Regions from separate parts of the Mus musculus genome. Here regions 1, 2 and 4 are each linked to region 3. The links are chromatin contacts, called in public HiChIP or PLAC-seq and promoter capture Hi-C maps. All regions are on one chromosome and are shown on one strand. The core of a region is the stretch at or near the end of the contact, and the rest is flanking DNA. Distances in the headings are between cores, read along the strand shown. Region 1 overlaps Gm35624 (a long non-coding RNA gene). Region 2 holds the start of Nipal4 (NIPA-like domain containing 4). Region 3 holds the start of Sox30 (SRY (sex determining region Y)-box 30). Region 4 overlaps Adam19 (a disintegrin and metallopeptidase domain 19 (meltrin beta)).

What was found. Promoter capture Hi-C pulls out the DNA fragments that hold promoters and counts their contacts. HiChIP or PLAC-seq counts read pairs in DNA pulled down with a chosen protein or histone mark.
Region 1: a contact with region 3 is called in a promoter capture Hi-C map of the C10 cell line. The contact joins the enhancer-like site here to the promoter of Sox30 in region 3. A contact is called at or near these places in 8 of 39 promoter capture datasets (the 3T3-L1 cell line, the C10 cell line, cranial neural crest and 4 more), 1 of 15 datasets of contacts at CTCF or cohesin (the NIH/3T3 cell line), 2 of 115 datasets of contacts at active chromatin or transcription factors (embryonic stem cells and neural tube) and 2 of 9 other capture datasets (liver and pancreatic islet).
Region 2: a promoter capture Hi-C map of neural stem cells shows a contact between it and region 3. The contact joins the promoter of Nipal4 here to the promoter of Sox30 in region 3. A contact is called at or near these places in 7 of 39 promoter capture datasets (the 3T3-L1 cell line, the C10 cell line, embryonic stem cells and 4 more), 1 of 484 Hi-C or Micro-C datasets (extraembryonic endoderm stem cells), 1 of 115 datasets of contacts at active chromatin or transcription factors (bone marrow-derived macrophages) and 3 of 9 other capture datasets (adipose tissue, embryonic stem cells and liver).
Region 4: a CTCF HiChIP or PLAC-seq map of the NIH/3T3 cell line shows a contact between it and region 3, with 9 read pairs. The contact joins the enhancer-like site here to the promoter of Sox30 in region 3. A contact is called at or near these places in 2 of 39 promoter capture datasets (the C10 cell line and cranial neural crest), 1 of 15 datasets of contacts at CTCF or cohesin (the NIH/3T3 cell line), 9 of 484 Hi-C or Micro-C datasets (the 63-12 cell line, B cells, LSK cells and 6 more), 4 of 115 datasets of contacts at active chromatin or transcription factors (effector CD8 T cells, embryonic stem cells and stem cell-derived neural progenitor cells) and 3 of 9 other capture datasets (adipose tissue, liver and pancreatic islet).

Annotation. Positions count from the first base shown.
Region 1 is chr11:46,183,226-46,187,058 of GRCm38.p6, forward strand. Gm35624 (a long non-coding RNA gene) reads left to right here. Exons shown (of 7, transcript XR_001780199.2): 5 at 1,516-1,596; 6 at 2,385-2,533. Among named protein-coding and RNA genes, the nearest start is that of Mir7239, 15 kb to the left of the region's middle. Within about 2 kb of position 2,381, at least 14 of the 459 cell types and tissues checked have an H3K27ac peak or open chromatin away from gene starts, as enhancers often do.
Region 2 is chr11:46,163,895-46,167,841 of GRCm38.p6, forward strand. Nipal4 (NIPA-like domain containing 4) reads right to left here and starts at 2,465. Exons shown (of 6, transcript NM_172524.3): 1 at 2,340-2,465. The coding sequence starts at 2,382. It overlaps Gm35624 (a long non-coding RNA gene), which reads left to right and starts at 2,109. Exons shown (of 7, transcript XR_001780199.2): 1 at 2,109-2,258.
Region 3 is chr11:45,977,570-45,981,741 of GRCm38.p6, forward strand. It overlaps Sox30 (SRY (sex determining region Y)-box 30), which reads left to right and starts at 2,741. Exons shown (of 5, transcript NM_173384.2): 1 at 2,741-3,804. The coding sequence starts at 2,751.
Region 4 is chr11:46,121,407-46,125,283 of GRCm38.p6, forward strand. It overlaps Adam19 (a disintegrin and metallopeptidase domain 19 (meltrin beta)), which reads left to right. Exons shown (of 23, transcript NM_009616.4): 9 at 14-180; 10 at 1,687-1,771; 11 at 3,602-3,741. Among named protein-coding and RNA genes, the nearest start is that of Mir8100, 21 kb to the left of the region's middle. Within about 2 kb of position 2,080, at least 26 of the 459 cell types and tissues checked have an H3K27ac peak or open chromatin away from gene starts, as enhancers often do. A contact at or near this core is called in the NIH/3T3 cell line and adipose tissue, where this site is marked.

The DNA.
Region 1 (3,833 bases), core at 1,131-3,630, 210 kb after region 3:
GAAATATCACCCAGCAACAAGCCCTGCAATCTGTAACAGTGACTTTCCTGGAAGAGGCACTGGTGTAATATTGGCATAAACATTAAGGGAATGACTAGCTAATTTTGATTGGATTTAAGGCTCACTCTATGAAATGAAACCCATACCTGTCACTGCAAAAGTGGTCAAGAACCTGGGACTGGGAAGGTCATGGGCCTTGGAGGAAAACCCAATACTGTTAAGTATGTTAAAGTAACATAGCAATAAATGACTCCTAATGACATACTGCTATACCAAATGGACTAGGGCCTTTCCTCAGTCCTTATTAGAGAAGCTTTTTCTTGGTGTAGGTGGGAATTAAAACAGTGACCAGGACAATGTGCAGAGGGTGAGAAACTATGAGTCCTCAGTCCTAAATGGGAAGTCCTCGAAGCTCTTAACCTCAAGGCTCAGAGATCTATGTAGAAGAGTTGGTAGAATAAAGGCCAGTGTTGATGGATAATGCCAAGGAAATTGTGTCTTCAAGACACAGTAGAACTGACACGCATACAGAGACTGTGGCAGCACACACAAGTTCAAGTCAGATGGGATCCCAGCACTGAGAAGGGGAGATGGACATGGGTTTCCACCCCTAACCAAGAAACTATTTGCAAGATAGCCTTTGGCAAAGAGAAAATCATCTTTAAATTTTTTAAGAAAAAATTAAATGGAGTGTCACTGGGGATATCAAACACACTCCAGGGTAGGTCTCCTTCCCAGGAGGCCATCGCAAAATGGATTCTCTTTTTGTCTTGAAAGTTTTCATTTTATTGTTTGCTTGTTTTGGCTTTTGGTTCTAGTTGTAGTTATTGTTGTAGAAAGAACATGAAGTTGGGTGGGTAGAGAGGTGTGGGGAAGATCTGGGAGGTGCTGAGGGAGTGGAAAAAATATTATCAAAATATATAAAAATGTTTTCTGATTTAAAACTCTTACTAATTTCTAACAACCTAGATTGTTGCTCTCTATTGCTTGTATTCTTGGCTGAGATGTATCCCCAAGAGAAAGAAATATGAACATCAGTATTGCCCTCACTATGTTCCCCCCATTTATTTATTTACTTGTTTTTTTCTATCTATCTATCTATCTATCTATCTATCTATCTATCTATCTATCTATCTATCTATCTATCCATCTGCCTGCCTATCTATCTATCTATCTATCTATCTATCTATCTATCTATCCATCTGCCTGCCTATCTATCTATCTATCTATCTATCTATCTATCTATCTATCTATCTATCTATCTATCTATCCATCTGCCTGCCTATCCATCTGCCTGCCTATCTATCTATCTATCTATCTATCTATCTATCTATCTATCTATCTATCTTTGAGGCAGGGTGTCACTATGAAGCCTTGGCTGGCTTATAACCAACTATGGACATCACTTGCCTTTGGCCCCCAAGTGCTAGGACTAAAAGGCATGTGATTCCACACCTGAATCTTTTCCTTTCTTGTTTGGTTCTGTCCATCCTTTCTCCATCTTCTTCTCCACAGACTCTGCTTCCTGCATCCCATAGTCTATACCAGCTATCTACCCCTCTCTGCTCTTCTCTTTGATGCCTACTGCTGTTCTAGGTAGGTTCCCTGTTGCTATCAAGTACAAGACAAGCCTTTGATCAGAGGTGAGTAGAAGAGGAACATTTATGCTATGCTACCCAGTGTCCAAGGCCTGGGCATGATGATGGTGCTGAAGACAGAGATAGATGGTGCTTTTGTGAATTGTATTGATTAAATGGTTGAAAGTTCTCGCTGAATAAGACCAAGGACAGAGAGGTTGGAGATACTCCTTCCTTGGACAGCAGAAGAAAGTTATGGAAGGTTAACAGAAGTCCTCAATCTCTCCAGACAAGGAGGGGTGAGGTAACATTTCTGGTAGACTGAGGCAGTTATGAGGGCCCAGGGAGCAAGGAGGAATCCTGGACCCCCCAGAAGAACTGAGAAAAGCCAGTGATGAACCTGCCAGGCTTCTATTGTGTTTTGCATTTGGGTCCTCGAGCATAAAATGGAGTGATGACACTGGCATTTGTAGGGAGGAGAGTCAATGAGAATATTTGGTAGGGGGTAGCTGCACTCCGTCTTACCCAGTCAACCCTACCCTTGTAGTAGCCACCATTGAACCTGCTTCACTTTCTTGAGCTCACCCGAAGTCTTGGCTCCCTACCAGAACGTGTTTTAAGACCTATACAGCTGGCTCTCTTTGATTTCTCCTTTTCCTGCCCTTTGGAAACCCCACAAGGCAGAAACGCCTGGGTTTTATTCAAACTAATGAGGGTGGAGTTCACAGGCAGCCTGGTTTTTGTTCTGATAGCACCAGGCAGCATGTTTTCCCAGGGAAATCTCACCATCTTTCCCCTTGTCTGCAGGAAGCCTGGAGCAGCTAGACAGCAGAGCATCTGGAACCCAGTGGGAATCACACAGGAGGAAGCTTAGGCGGGGAAATCAGAATAAACCAAACCATATGGAAGTGGGGGCTGGCTGTGGGAGTTGGTGACTTGCCTCCTCCACGGATCAAGTGAGTGTCTTCATCTCTTTCCCACCGTAGGCTCTATCCTGTTTAATGTGGCAGTGTCTGGGGGCAAAGGTAGCATATACCATATGTCTCTAAGTAATTAAATGTTCTAAGTAACTAATAAACTTATAAAATATGCTGTCATTGAGACTTGACACTTCATTACATTAAGTAAAGTAGATGTAAAATCAGGATTTCAATATGACAGTATAGGCAAAAATCCAATTTAATTAAACACAATAGTCCTTAGATATTTCTGAGTGGCTGGATTCAAAATATGTACTCTAGATTCTCCTATACACTCCGTGTTTCCTTTCTTTTCTTTTCTTTCCTTTTTTTTGGATTTATTTATTTATTTTTATTTATATGAGTACACTGTCACTGTCTTCAGACACACTGGAAGAGGGGATGAGATCCCATTACAGATGGTTGTGAGCCACCATGTGGTTACTGGGAATTGAACTCAAGACCTCTGGAAGAGCATTCAGTGCTCTTAACTGCTGAGCCATCTCTCCAGCCCTGCGTATTTCCTTTCTTAATGTTAACAACAGTAATGTGTGTGTGTGTGTGTGTGTGTGTGTGTGTGTCTAAGTGTAGGTGTATGTTTGTGCATTTTGTGTATATGGTATTGTGTGTGTGAATGCCTTTTGGAGACCAGAAGCCGGTGTCAGATCCCTTGGAGCTGCAGTTATGGGAGGTTGTCAGTTATTGATATGGGTGCTAGGAACAGAACTTGGGTCTGTTGAAAGAACAAATGCTCTTAACTGCTGTGGAGCCATCTCTCTAGCCCTATAATATTCTCTGTCCGGCTTCTTTTCTTTTCTTTTCTTTTCTTTTCTTTTCTTTTTTTTTTCTTTTTTTCTTTCCTCCTCCTCCTCCTCCTCCTCCTCCTCCTCCTCCTCCTCCTCTTCTTCTTCTTCTTCTTCCTCTCTCTCTCTCTCTCTCTCTCTCTCTTTCTTCTTCTTCTTCTTCTTCTTTTTTTTTTTGACACCAGGTTTCCTGGCTGTCCTGGAACTCACTCTGTAGACCAGGCTGGCCAGGAACTCAGAGATCCACCTGCTTCAGCCTCTGGAGTGCTGTAATTAAAGGTGTGTGCCAGCACTGAATATTATCATAGTTAGGATTTTAAACATAGTCTATGGTTAACCTTGTGTCTTGGTAGCCCTTGGATGTCTTCTAAAAACCTAATTTCAGTGTGAAGAAGCTGCTCTGACATGGGACACTTTCCAGTAAGAGTTTTAAAACAATGCTCAGCGTCACAAGTCAATCATGCACATGACATGTGACGTTTGACTGCAGTGAC
Region 2 (3,947 bases), core at 1,215-3,714, 190 kb after region 3:
AGATGTGGCACATCTGCATCAGAATAGCATCTTTCGTGGAACAGAATAAAGCCAAAGTTGACTTTTGAATGTGCCCCAGAATTGTGGAGAACAGGTATAGGAGCCCTTTAGAAAACCCAGCTGGTCTTGGATGTAGCTCAGTAGCAGATGTATCTTAATGGTAGCACACTAGCCTGGGATGAGCAATGCCGTAGGTTCCACACCAGGTACCAGAACAGGGAAAAGGAGGCATTCATTAAAAAACAGTGAGAGGTAAAAAGGGTGGCGGAAAGCAGAAGGGGAGCAAATGTGAGCAAGGCACAATTATTTATGTGTATGGAGTTATCATAGCAAGACCCTCCATTCTGTATGTTTTTTTTTAAGCGATAAAGTGGAAAATAAAAACAAAACAAAACAGCCCATCTGACCCTCCTATGTTCTGCTATGGGAATTGAAGTCCCATAAAGAAAACAGAAGCTGGGACCGAAATCCCAGGAAATGTGTGTGTGCTTTGCTGTGAGACAAGAAGTCATCTACGCGTAATCAGACTGGTTCTGCATAGCTCACTCTTGTTCCACCAGCTCAGGGCATCCTTGCCCATGAGCCTCATCTGGGGAGTTCCCTGAGCCCAGGAAATGCAGGCAGTAATGTCTGTACCCTCACCTTTCCCCTGCTTTCCCCAATCTCACTGCTAGTGGGCGGAGCCAGAGGACTCACCCCAGCCAATCAGTTCCCCTGAGCACATCCATGGAAGTCAAGTTCTCCCAGTACAGTGAAGTTATAACCAGAGAGAGCTGGTGGCCTAGGGAACCCAATTCAGACGGAGTGCACATGGGAAAAATGGATTCCTTGTCTTTTTCTCTAAAATGTTCTAGGACCGGAGATGTCTGCTGCCTTGGGATACGGGGTGAGGCTGGAAAGTCCCGCCTGGTTGCTTAGGAGACTGAGGTTCAGCCAACACCTAAGAGCAGGCTTCAAGCTCTTCGCTGAAGAAGGGCAGAAGTTAGGGACTCAGAGCATCACACAGGCTGTCCTTCCAAGACAGGACGAAAGTAGAGAAAGTTCCAGATGGAACAGAGAACAGCAGCCACATAGGTCCAGGAGTCTGAATCCAGGAGGTGGTTCATATTCCCCACCGTGGTAGCTGCCACAAATGATTAGACCTGCTGCTGCAGCCTCTGTTTCTACATCTCTAGAATGGGCATAGTGAAATTACAACTCTGTGTCCTGGGGACGAATGGAGAATGGGCATAGTGAAATTACAACTCTGTGTCCTGGGGACGAAGGCCATTGTTAGTATACTTTCCTAACACACACGAGGCCCTGGCTGGGTTCAGTTTCCATCACTGCAAAAACGAAAAGAAAAAGAAAAAAGAACACAAATGAAAAGAATAGAAAACAACAACAACAACAACAAAATGTTTTAAAACCTAGGCTGAAGGCTGAGGAGATGGCTCCTTGGGTAAAGTCTCCTGCTCCCAAGTTCTGGCCCTGGAACTTATGTAAAAGCAGCGAACTCACTTCTCCAACTTGTCCTCTCACTTCCATCACCTCAGGATGGCACTTGTGCCTATAAATATATATCATTTATCACACATGAGAGAGAGAGAGAGAGAGAGAGTGTGTAATATGCACATAGACATATGCACACTAGTAATAAGTAAATTTAAAAATAAAATCAAAGCCCAGTGACTTAGGCTCGCATTTCCTGGCTGAGAGGAACGGAGGCAGGAGAATCACACATTTTAAGCTATTCTGGACAATTTAGCAAGTCTTTGTCTAAATACAACAATAACAACAACAAAAAAAGATAAAACAACTGCCTGCATATCATATTAGAGTTTGTTTCTGGGACTAAATGGAATATAGTTCAGGGAAGGACCAAGGTCTACATAGTTAAGGAATATTCCAGAAAATCGAGGGTATTTCCTAAGCACTGTCTGAGGTCCTTTCTCTCCCTTTTCAAAATGTGTTGTGTAATTTTGGACTAGGGAGCCTCTCTGTTCCTCTACTCTCTGGTTTAGATGATGGAAAGATGTCAACAGGTTATCTAGTTAGCCTGCAGCAAGCCAACACTACTCCTGAGTTTTCTATCCCACCCCTTTCACAGGCCACCTGCCCCAGTGCGCTCTGTTTTTCTTCTTTCTGTTGCTTCAGCTCCCGGCAGCTGCCACTGGGGAGGTGACATCTCCGCCAGACCCGGAACTTCAGGACAGTTTGGGAGCCGAGTGGGAATAAGTTGCTAACCTCCCCTGTTCCCAGCTTTGCGGCCCCAGCAGGTGAGGAGGAGATGGCGAGGATGGTGGGGACAAGGTGAGAAGCGCAGCACCCGCCCAAGTCTCCCTCACAGCCGCACGCACCGTTCTCGCAGCTGCCATTGGCGTTGGCGACCCGCAGCTCCATGGGGACCTGGGCTGACAGCGCCCGAGGTCCGCGGTTCCTGGGCAGGTTGCCGTGACTTGTCCCAACGTGGCTCCGGCAGGCACGGCACGGGAAGCCGCCAGGGTCCGAACCCAGGGGTGGGGAGAGTGACGCGCGCCCCGAAGGGGAGGGTCCTCGGGGAGGAGTCACCCTGTGCCTTGGGCAACACCGGGCGATGGGGAATCAACTCTGGGGCAGGGGCTCATGCCCTTCTGGGGTGCGACCGCAGCTGGGTGCCAGCCACCGAGTCATCCGCCCGTGCCAGGGGCAAGAGAGAGGGGGCGGGTTCCCCGGGCCCGCCTTTCCGGGATGCCAGCACCCACATGTAGCAGAGTTGATACACTCCGGATGGCACAGAGGAAGCCACTTTGGGAGATGGAAGTATCAAAGAAAGGTCTGAGAACTTAGTTCCTCCCCTTCTTCTTTTATCCTCCTGGTCTACTCATCACTGCCTTACTTAGAGGTCTGATCTGTGCTGGGCACTGTGGATGACGGGAGCCCTTAAATGTTCAGTGAATATTTGTGTCTCATGAATGGATGATGGCAGGGGACTGGTAGGCTGAATGGAAGAAGGAAATGAAGTGATTGGCAGTCCAAATGAATTCTGTTCTTACATAGTTCTGGGAGAAGCGAACTAAGACCAATCATTTAGAAGCAGATATTTTCCAAAATCACCGTTCATAAATTTTATACATATATAATAAAATTATATAAGCATACCTGTTTATATAATAAGAGTTGTGATTGAATGTTTATGTGCAAAAGTGATGGCATACACACACACACACATATATATGTGTGTGTGTGTGTATGTGTGTGTAGTGATGGACTCTGTATGTGCTAGTATGTGGGATGTATTGGGTATATTAGTTAGCTTCTTTATGGTACTCATTTCATAATATATATATACATATAAAGTCATCACATTGTATACCTTAAATACACGCAGCTTTCTTACACATATTTGTGTGTGCATATGCGTGTGAGTGTGCAAGCCACGGCACTCATGAGAAAGTCAGAGGACAACTCCCTTTCCACCGTGTCCCTAGGGTCTCAACCCAGGTTAGCAGGCTTGTGCTGTTACCCACAGAGCCTTCTCACCAGCCCTGCAATTTTTATTTGTCAAAAAAAAATACCTCAACACGGTTATAACAATAATTGTAGTGATGGTGGTGATAATAACAAAATCAAGAAAGGTATTGACTCTTCGGATGACGGTAAAACTGAGTCAGAAGGACCCTGACTGCCTGAGCCACGGAAATACTGTGAAGTGCTTGCCATTAGCCAGGCAGTGTTCCAAGTCCTGACCAAATCCGGTTTGTTTAACCCCCATGTCTACCATACTGGGTACATACCTTTATTATCACCAGAGAGCACACTAAGCATAGCGAACAGGTAACTTGTCCTGAATCTCAGCTGGGAACGAGAAGAACCCAGATGGAGCCCACAAAGGGTCACAGAGATTGAACCGCCAACCGAGGAGCCTGCACGGGACTGACCTCTGCACATATGTAATGGTTGTACATCTTTGTCTTCATGTGGGACTC
Region 3 (4,172 bases), core at 1,491-3,990:
ATTTGTCACTTTGTGCCACTCAATTAGACATCACTTTCAAACGTGGGTGCTTCCTTCTACAAACTAACTTTTCTTCACTGTTTGAGATTAAAGGTGTGTACTAAGGGTATGTCTATATTACAGCCACAGGGATTAAAGGTGTGTGCTAAGGCTGAGCCACATCACAAGTAAAAAGTTTTTTCCAGTAAACAACACATATCAGAGGTCTGAGTGTGATCAAATATCCTGCAACATTGCTCAGCTATTCTGAAATATTTCTGATTTGCTATTTCAGTCTTTGTTACCACTTAATGAAAAAGAAATATTGAGGGGCCAGCAGGATGGCTCAGTGGGTTAAAAGCATTTGCTACCAAGTCTAGCAACCTGAGCTCCCAGGGAACCAGACTGTGGCATGGATATAACCCCCTGCCCCAACACACACACGCACACACACACACACACACACTTTATACCATCTCACACATACAATAAATAAATGTAATTTTTAAAAATTAAAGAAATATTGAAGTATCAATGTAATGCTGGGTAGTCTTTCTCCTTTTCATTCAGTCAATTTGTGCCACATGTCGTGGGGCAGTGAGGTTGTGTGGCTACTGTGTATTGGCAAGTATCATGCTCTGATGAGCTGGTCTTTTTGTTATTATAAAATGTCCTGCCGGTCTCTACTGCATTTCTTATGTTAAAATACACATTAACATAGTTTTCTCAGTCTCTCAAGATCTTTGTTTGCTTGGTGTGTCTACTCTGCTTGATATCCTTCCCTTTCATTACTATGCAGACAACATAGGTTAACCTTATTTCCAACACTGATTGGAGCTTTTACTTCAGTAAAGGCCATGTTCTTTTTCTCATTTCTTGGTATTTTTTTAATTTAAAAATATTTATGTCTTCTTAGTGTAACAATTATATTCTGTTCTATTCTTTAAGCTAAGTACTTTTTTTTTTTTTTTTTGAGATGCTAGGGTGTTGAACCTAGCAAGGCTTTTAAAAATCCAGTTTTGTTTAGTATAGTTTGGTCTATTTGAGGCAGAATCTCATATTGTAGCCAAAGTTGGACTTTAACTGACAGATAACTCAGGCTGGCCTCAAACTTATAACAACCCTTTTGCCTGAACCTCCTAAGCACAATCTACAGGTTTAGTTGTCCATCTGTGTTGTGTTCTTCCATGTATAGATGTATGAACTATAGAGCATTAGAAAGAATTCATCTTTAATTGCCTTGGCTATAGTGTTTATCTTCCTCAAGATAGAGCATTAACTTTTAGTAAAGAATTCATCTTTAATTGCCTTGGCTATAGTGTTTATCTTCCTCAAGATAGAGCTGTAACTTTTAGTCAGGATGTCTAGTGATGCAGGAAATGTTGATAATTTCTCATTTACTTGCTAATATTGAATAAAAACTAAACACACTCCTTCTTAAAAGAAGAGGCACACACATGGAAAAAAAACCTTAAAATGAGCCCTTAATATACATAGTATTACTATTTTATTATGCTGTGGCAGTTCTTATTTCTTTATTCAATAAGCATTTATTGCACAATTACTCAACAGTCGGCACTGGGGAGTCAATGATGAGCAAAACAAAAGCAGTTCTTTCCCAAAGGAGGTAACAATCAACTGGAAGAGGCGCAGAATAATCACACAAAGAAAGCACTTCAAAGGACATGATCAGGTGTGAGTGCATAAAAGAGATTCGAACGAATGCTGTCATGGTTTTCTCTGAAATGCCGGTTCAGCTCCAAGTTGAAAAATAAACGGGAGTTACAAGAGACATAAATGCTTGACTTGCTAAAGCGTCCTGTGATGAAAAAGAATAGCATGGGAAGCAATGTGGTGAAAGTGTAAAAAACTCAAACTGTAGGTATAGCCTAAGCTACTAATCAGGTTTATCAGGCTCTGCGGGGTTAAGAATTTCGAACTTTTATCTCATAACCAGTGGGAGCGGCAGAAAGATTTGGGGGAAATGTGACAGTTTGACTTGTATTTTTAGAACAACTGGCAGTCGGGAGGTAGTGGGACATAGGTGAAGAGCAAAACTTCAGGAGAACTGTAACATCCATATGGAATTAGAGAAGGACAATGGAAGCCTAAGCAGGATAATGGTGGGTGGGACCTCAAAAGGTGGATGAATCTGGGTCGCATCTTGGAAGCAGACTGAAAATTCAACTAGTAAAATAGTTATACCTAGTCAAAAACCAGGTCCAGTAAGATCAGTTATAAGTTCCAAGGTGTCCCCATACTTGAGAATGACTAGAAGACCCTATCAGACTCCGGCTTTATGAACACACAAGGCCGAGAGCCCAGCCCGCAAGAAAGGCCCACGCCTTCATCCCTGGAGGTCCTTGGTAAAGGCGTGGAACAGAAGGGTTTCCTGGGCAACGCCATTGTCGCGCTCCAGGAGGGGGCGGGGTAACCAAGGTCAAGGCCTAAAGAGAATCCGGAAGAGAGGGAGAGTGAAGAGGCGTGGAAAATGGGACACAAGGAGCTTCGGCCCGGTCTATGGCGGATGATTCCAGGGTTCTCGCACGCGGCTAGTGTGGAGGGTGGGAGGAGCCGGGGAACGTGCCTGTGATTGGCTGGCGGGAGACACCGGGCCGCTCCTGATTGGGCGAGGCGAGCCCGTCTGTGGAGCGCGTAGGGTTCTGGGTAGCCAAGGCCTTGGAAGGGTCTTAACCGAAAGGGGGAGGGGGAGGCCGCCAACAAACGGCTGAGCTCACAATCCCGGCCGCGGCCCGCCCGCCCCCTCCCCCATGGAGAGAGCCAGGCCGGAGCCACCGCCGCCACCGCCGCCGCCGCCGCGCCAACCGCCGCGGCCCACCCCTCCGCGCCCGTTGCGCCCCGCTCCGCCCGCGCAGCCCGTCGAGGCCGCCACCTTCCGGGCCGCGGCCGCAGAGCGCTCCCAGTCGCCGTCGGCTCAGGCCACGGCCGCCATGGCCGCGGTGGCCTCGTCGTGCGGGGAGGCCGCGGCGGCGGGTGCGCAGGCGGCAGGGACGCGACGCCTGCTGCAAGTGAAGCCGGAACAGGTGCTGCTGCTGCCTCCCGGAGGACCGGGGGTGCCTCCGGCTCCCGACGAGGGCGCAGCCGCCGCCGCCGCTGCCGCTGCCGCCGCCGCCTCGTCCGCGCAGGCGCGCCTGCTGCAGCTGAGGCCGGAGCTGCTGCTGTTGCCTCCGCAGTCCGCGGCCGACGGAGGCCCCTGCAGGCCGGAGCTGCACCCCATGCAGCCCCGGACGCTGCTCGTCAAGGCCGAGAAGCAAGAGCTGGGGGCGGGCTTGGACCTGTCGGTGGGATCTCGGAGGACCACCGAGGCCGGCCCGAGAGCCTCGAGGGCCGCCAAGTTGGATGGCACCGGGAAGGCCCTCGACGGCCGCCGAAGCGATGAGAAGAAAGCCAAGCTGGAGGCAGAGGAGGCTCCGAGGGATGCGCTGAAAGGCGGGGAAGGCAAGAGCCTGCTGGCCATCGGAGAAGGAGTCATCAAGACGGAGGAGCCAGACAGACCCAGGGACGATTGTAGGCTGGGCACGGAGGCCACGTCCAATGGCCTGGTCCACAGCAGCAAGGAGGCCATCCTGGCCCAGCCGCCTAGTGCTTTTGGGCCACACCAGCAAGACCTAAGGTTCCCTTTGACACTCCACACCGTCCCACCTGGAGCCCGTATCCAGTTTCAGGGGCCTCCGCCTTCTGAGTTGATACGGTTGTCCAAAGTCCCCCTGACACCAGTGCCTATTAAAATGCAGTCCTTGCTGGAGCCTTCTGTAAAAATTGAAACCAAAGATGTCCCCCTCACCGTGCTGCCCTCAGATGCAGGTATTAGAAGCCAGGGGAATCTGGCTTTCACAGGTCTGTGTTGCACAGACATATTAGCAGTTCAGGAGCTGAAGCTCGAAAAGTAGAATCCTGGTACGGCCCTTAGCTTGCACAGGGAGTGCTTCTGGTTGATTTGCCCACATACTGGTAAAATACACTTAAGTATTGCCACAGTTTTTATAAACAGTCACTCTTAAGACTTAGTAAACAGATTAAGAGAATAGACTCAACAGAAGGCCTTGTTAGATGATACAGATTCCTCAGTTTATATAAAATAACATCAAATTTTCTATCATAGTAGCTTCTTAGGTTTATGTGTATCAAGAAATAAAATATACCAGTGTTCGAGAAAAATGATAGTTGTTTAT
Region 4 (3,877 bases), core at 830-3,329, 140 kb after region 3:
GGTGTCTTTTCAGTTTTACCGCTCCCTGAACATCCGAATTGCACTTGTCGGCTTGGAGGTGTGGACGCATGGGGATAAGTGTGAAGTTTCAGAGAATCCCTACTCTACCCTCTGGTCCTTTCTTAGTTGGAGGCGCAAGCTGCTTGCTCAGAAGAGCCATGACAATGCTCAGCTAATCACGTAAGCAGCCCTTTTCTGGTCTTGTGGTATCAGCTTTGTCTGCAGAACCCCTGCCTGCCGTAAGGGGTGCGAAATTCACCCTTCCTTTCACAGGGGCCAATGTTGGTTGTGCAAGACCCCACCCTGCTCCCTGGGCCACATAACCAGGCTTTTTCAGACTCAACACATCTTGAAAGAATGTTAAAAAGCCTAAGAATGATAACAGTCCTCTGCAGAGTTCCACGTGAGGCAATTAGCCTCACCCGTAATCAGCTGAGCAGCTGAGGCACTTGGGAGTGAATATTAGGGGAATGAGCAGATGACTCTTGGTCACAGTTGCTAGCCTGAAACAGGCATTCTTGAGCACAGTCAGTTGACCTCCCACTGCAGGATACAGGAAATGGGTCTTCAAGTCCTTCACACCGTTCTCTGGGGTCTCAGGGCTGAAGTCCTGGGAAGGTCAAAATGGTAGACTGTAGGACCTTCGTGCTCAACAAAGGCACAGAGATGATAAACTCCTTTACTTGTTTGTATTTATTTATTTATTTATTTATAACATAGGCGAGTCAGTAATTATTTCATCCTTGATACCTTGATTTACCCTTTCATAATAACTGCGATTTCCAATATTTACCTGTCCCTAAAACCTAGACTCTTAGTGGTCACTTGAGGACAATCCACTCACTGAGAAAGTCTTTGTTTGCTGAAACATTTGGCCTGCACTTTTGGATTGGACACTTTGAATCTGTTTATGGTAGTAAAGCTTCCCAGAGCTAAGTGCAAGTCTCCGAAATGCCAAGCAGGGCTTCATACACTCAGATCGGCATATATTGAATTTATTAAGCAAACATTTATCAAACATCCATTTATTCTCCTCGCCTACTCTGGGTGGATGAGATGGAGAAGGGATAGGTTAAACTGGAAGAAACTGGCTGTTGACAGGTTAGGGCCATCATTTTGGAGCAGAGATGGAAACAGCTTAGCCCTGCACCCAGCTGCAGTTTGTGAGGCTCCCAAAGGGACTCAGCTACTTTCTTGGTCCTTGTGTGATGTGTGGATCACAGCCTCAGCCCCGCAGCTGCATCCAGCATCCTTGCTTTTGCCCCCAAGACACATGCCACTGATGGTAAGACCTGAGCTGCTGGCCACTGGCGGAAATGGACATGATTCACTTGGGCATCACAGCCTGGACCACACCCTTCCCTGTGACCCCTGTGTCTGGCCGTTTTCTATGAATCAGGGATGGGGCACAGCTTTTCAAGCCCTGCCTTTTTCCTTTTGGAGACTTTGGGCACTTTCTGAGGGGGAAAGTGACCTTTTTTTGCTACTATGAGAGGAAGTGAGAGGAGGTGAGAGGTGTGGTATCCTGAAAGAAATCCAGTTGGCTGGGTTAACAGGCTTGTCCTCTTGGGACTAATCTGGGAAGGTCAGGGGATCGGTGCACATCATGGTAGCCATTCACTCCTGCCCCTGGGGAACAGTTCTCTCAGCCCCCACCTGAATTACATGTCTTTTTTCTTCCTGCAGGGGCAGGTCCTTCCAAGGCACCACCATTGGCCTGGCCCCCCTCATGGCCATGTGCTCCGTGTACCAGTCTGGAGGAGTTAGCATGGTGGGTCTCAGACAAGACAATGATGTTGCGCAAGGGGACAATGGCTCCCAAGAGAGGAAGTCAGCTTTGAAAAGCCGATTTGATATTTATAGTCACAGAAGAAAAAAGCATTAAAGAGAGCAAATGTGTCAGATGAAATTCTTAGGTTCAAAGGATAGTAGCCAGGGGTAAAATTTCATTCATCTTTGTGTTCATTTGTAAGCAGTGGTAAAAATGGCCCTCCAGATCGGTTGTGTATTATTCCATAGCGGGCTGGAGGAGGAGGCAGAGCAGGAGCTGAGGGCAGGGGAGTGAACAGAGATAGAAGTGTTTCTCATCTGGGTCTTGAGTCCTTAGGTACCGCATTGTGAAATGAGATCCTGTCTCAAGAGTCAAAGTTAGGAAATTGCCCTCTTTTGAAATTCTGACTTGGCAAGAGTAGGGTTTTTTTTTTTTTTTTTGGCTATGAAGCTGTTGATGGCCTGGAACTCATTGTATAGACCGGGCTAGCCTCCGGCTTGCTATCTAGCTCAAAATGACCTTAGGGTTCTGTTCTTCCTGATTCCATCTCTTGAGTGCTGGGACGACAAGTGTTGGCTAACATACCAAGTTCGATGTGGTGCTGGGATCAAACCCAAGTCTTCACGCATGCTCCTCCAGTACTCTACAGCTACATCCCTAGCCCCTGGATTTTGGCTTGTCTCTTCTAACCTGGACGAGATATAAAGGAAGCCTCGTCTCTCTGCTCATTTGTTATTTTATCCCTCTACCCATCATGTATTTTTATTGACAAGGTAGCATGAACGTTAAACCCCAGATTCTAGAGTCAAATTGGTTTCAAAGAGCAGCCATGCGACTTTGGAGTTAATGTGTGTCTTTAGTTGTAAAGATCATGGCTTATGATCTTAGGGTAAGAGTAAACATTAAGTGAGATAATAAAAGGAATATATATATATATATATATATATATATATATACACATACACTTTTTGTTGTTTTTTGGAGACAGGGTCTCACTACAAAGCACTGACTATCTCAGAACTCACCCATAGACCAGGCTAGCCTTTAACAGAGATCCTCCTATCTCTGCCTCCTGAGAGCTAGTATTAAAGGCATGCACAACCATGCCTGGTATAAACATCCATTTTGCTGCTTTTGTTCTACTGTTTGGTTTTGGGGAATGGGTCTCACTATGTTGCCCAGGGTAGTCTCAAACATCTGGGCTCAAAAGACCCTCCTGCTTCAGCCTCTCAGTTGGCTGGGGCTCTAGGTTTACATCGCTGCACCAGCCCTATTTGTTCTGCTGATGAGGACCACACACTGTACCAGTTTTGTCTGGGGTGGCCCTTTCTGCAGGGGTGCTCTCAGAAAGCAGCCAGTCAAGTGTCTCTGTTGCTCAATTCAAGGTGATGCATCCGAGAGATGCATCCACAGGTCATTCGTGGTCTGCATCTTTTAAGAACACAGGTAGCAGTCTTTTGAGCATTTGCTTTTCAAATGAAGACAAGTGGCTTTAGATTTGTTATAAGCAAGGTATGAAGAGCCAATATGCTCAGCGTTAGGGGAGATCAATGGAGCGCTGTCAGGCTCAGATAAGAAAAAGTCATGCAGGCCAGGTGGTGGTGATGCACGCCTTTAATCCCAGCACTCAGGAGGCAGGGGCAGGTGGATCTCTGAGTTTGAGGTCAGCCTGGTCTACAGAGTGAGTTCCAGGATAGCCAGGGCTACTCAGAAATAAAGCAAAAAAAAAAAAGAGAGAGAGAGAAAGAAAGAAAGAGGAAGGAAAGAAAAGAAAAGGACATGCAAAGCAGAAAGAACCCCCTGACCTTGAATTTGAAATTCTCTGAACAGGACCACTCCGAGAATGCCATTGGTGTAGCCTCCACTGTGGCCCATGAGATTGGCCACAACTTTGGCATGAGCCATGATTCTGCACACTGCTGTTCTGCCAGTGCAGCCGATGGCGGCTGCATCATGGCCGCCGCCACCGGGTGAGTCAACCTGAAGGGTGCCGGTGGGGAGAAGAGTGAGCTGAGAGGTGCAGGGTCAGATGGCCTAGATGGCCCCAGGGAAACTTTCAAGCTGTTGATGAAGGCAGTTTAAATGATGTTTAGATGAAACAGAAGC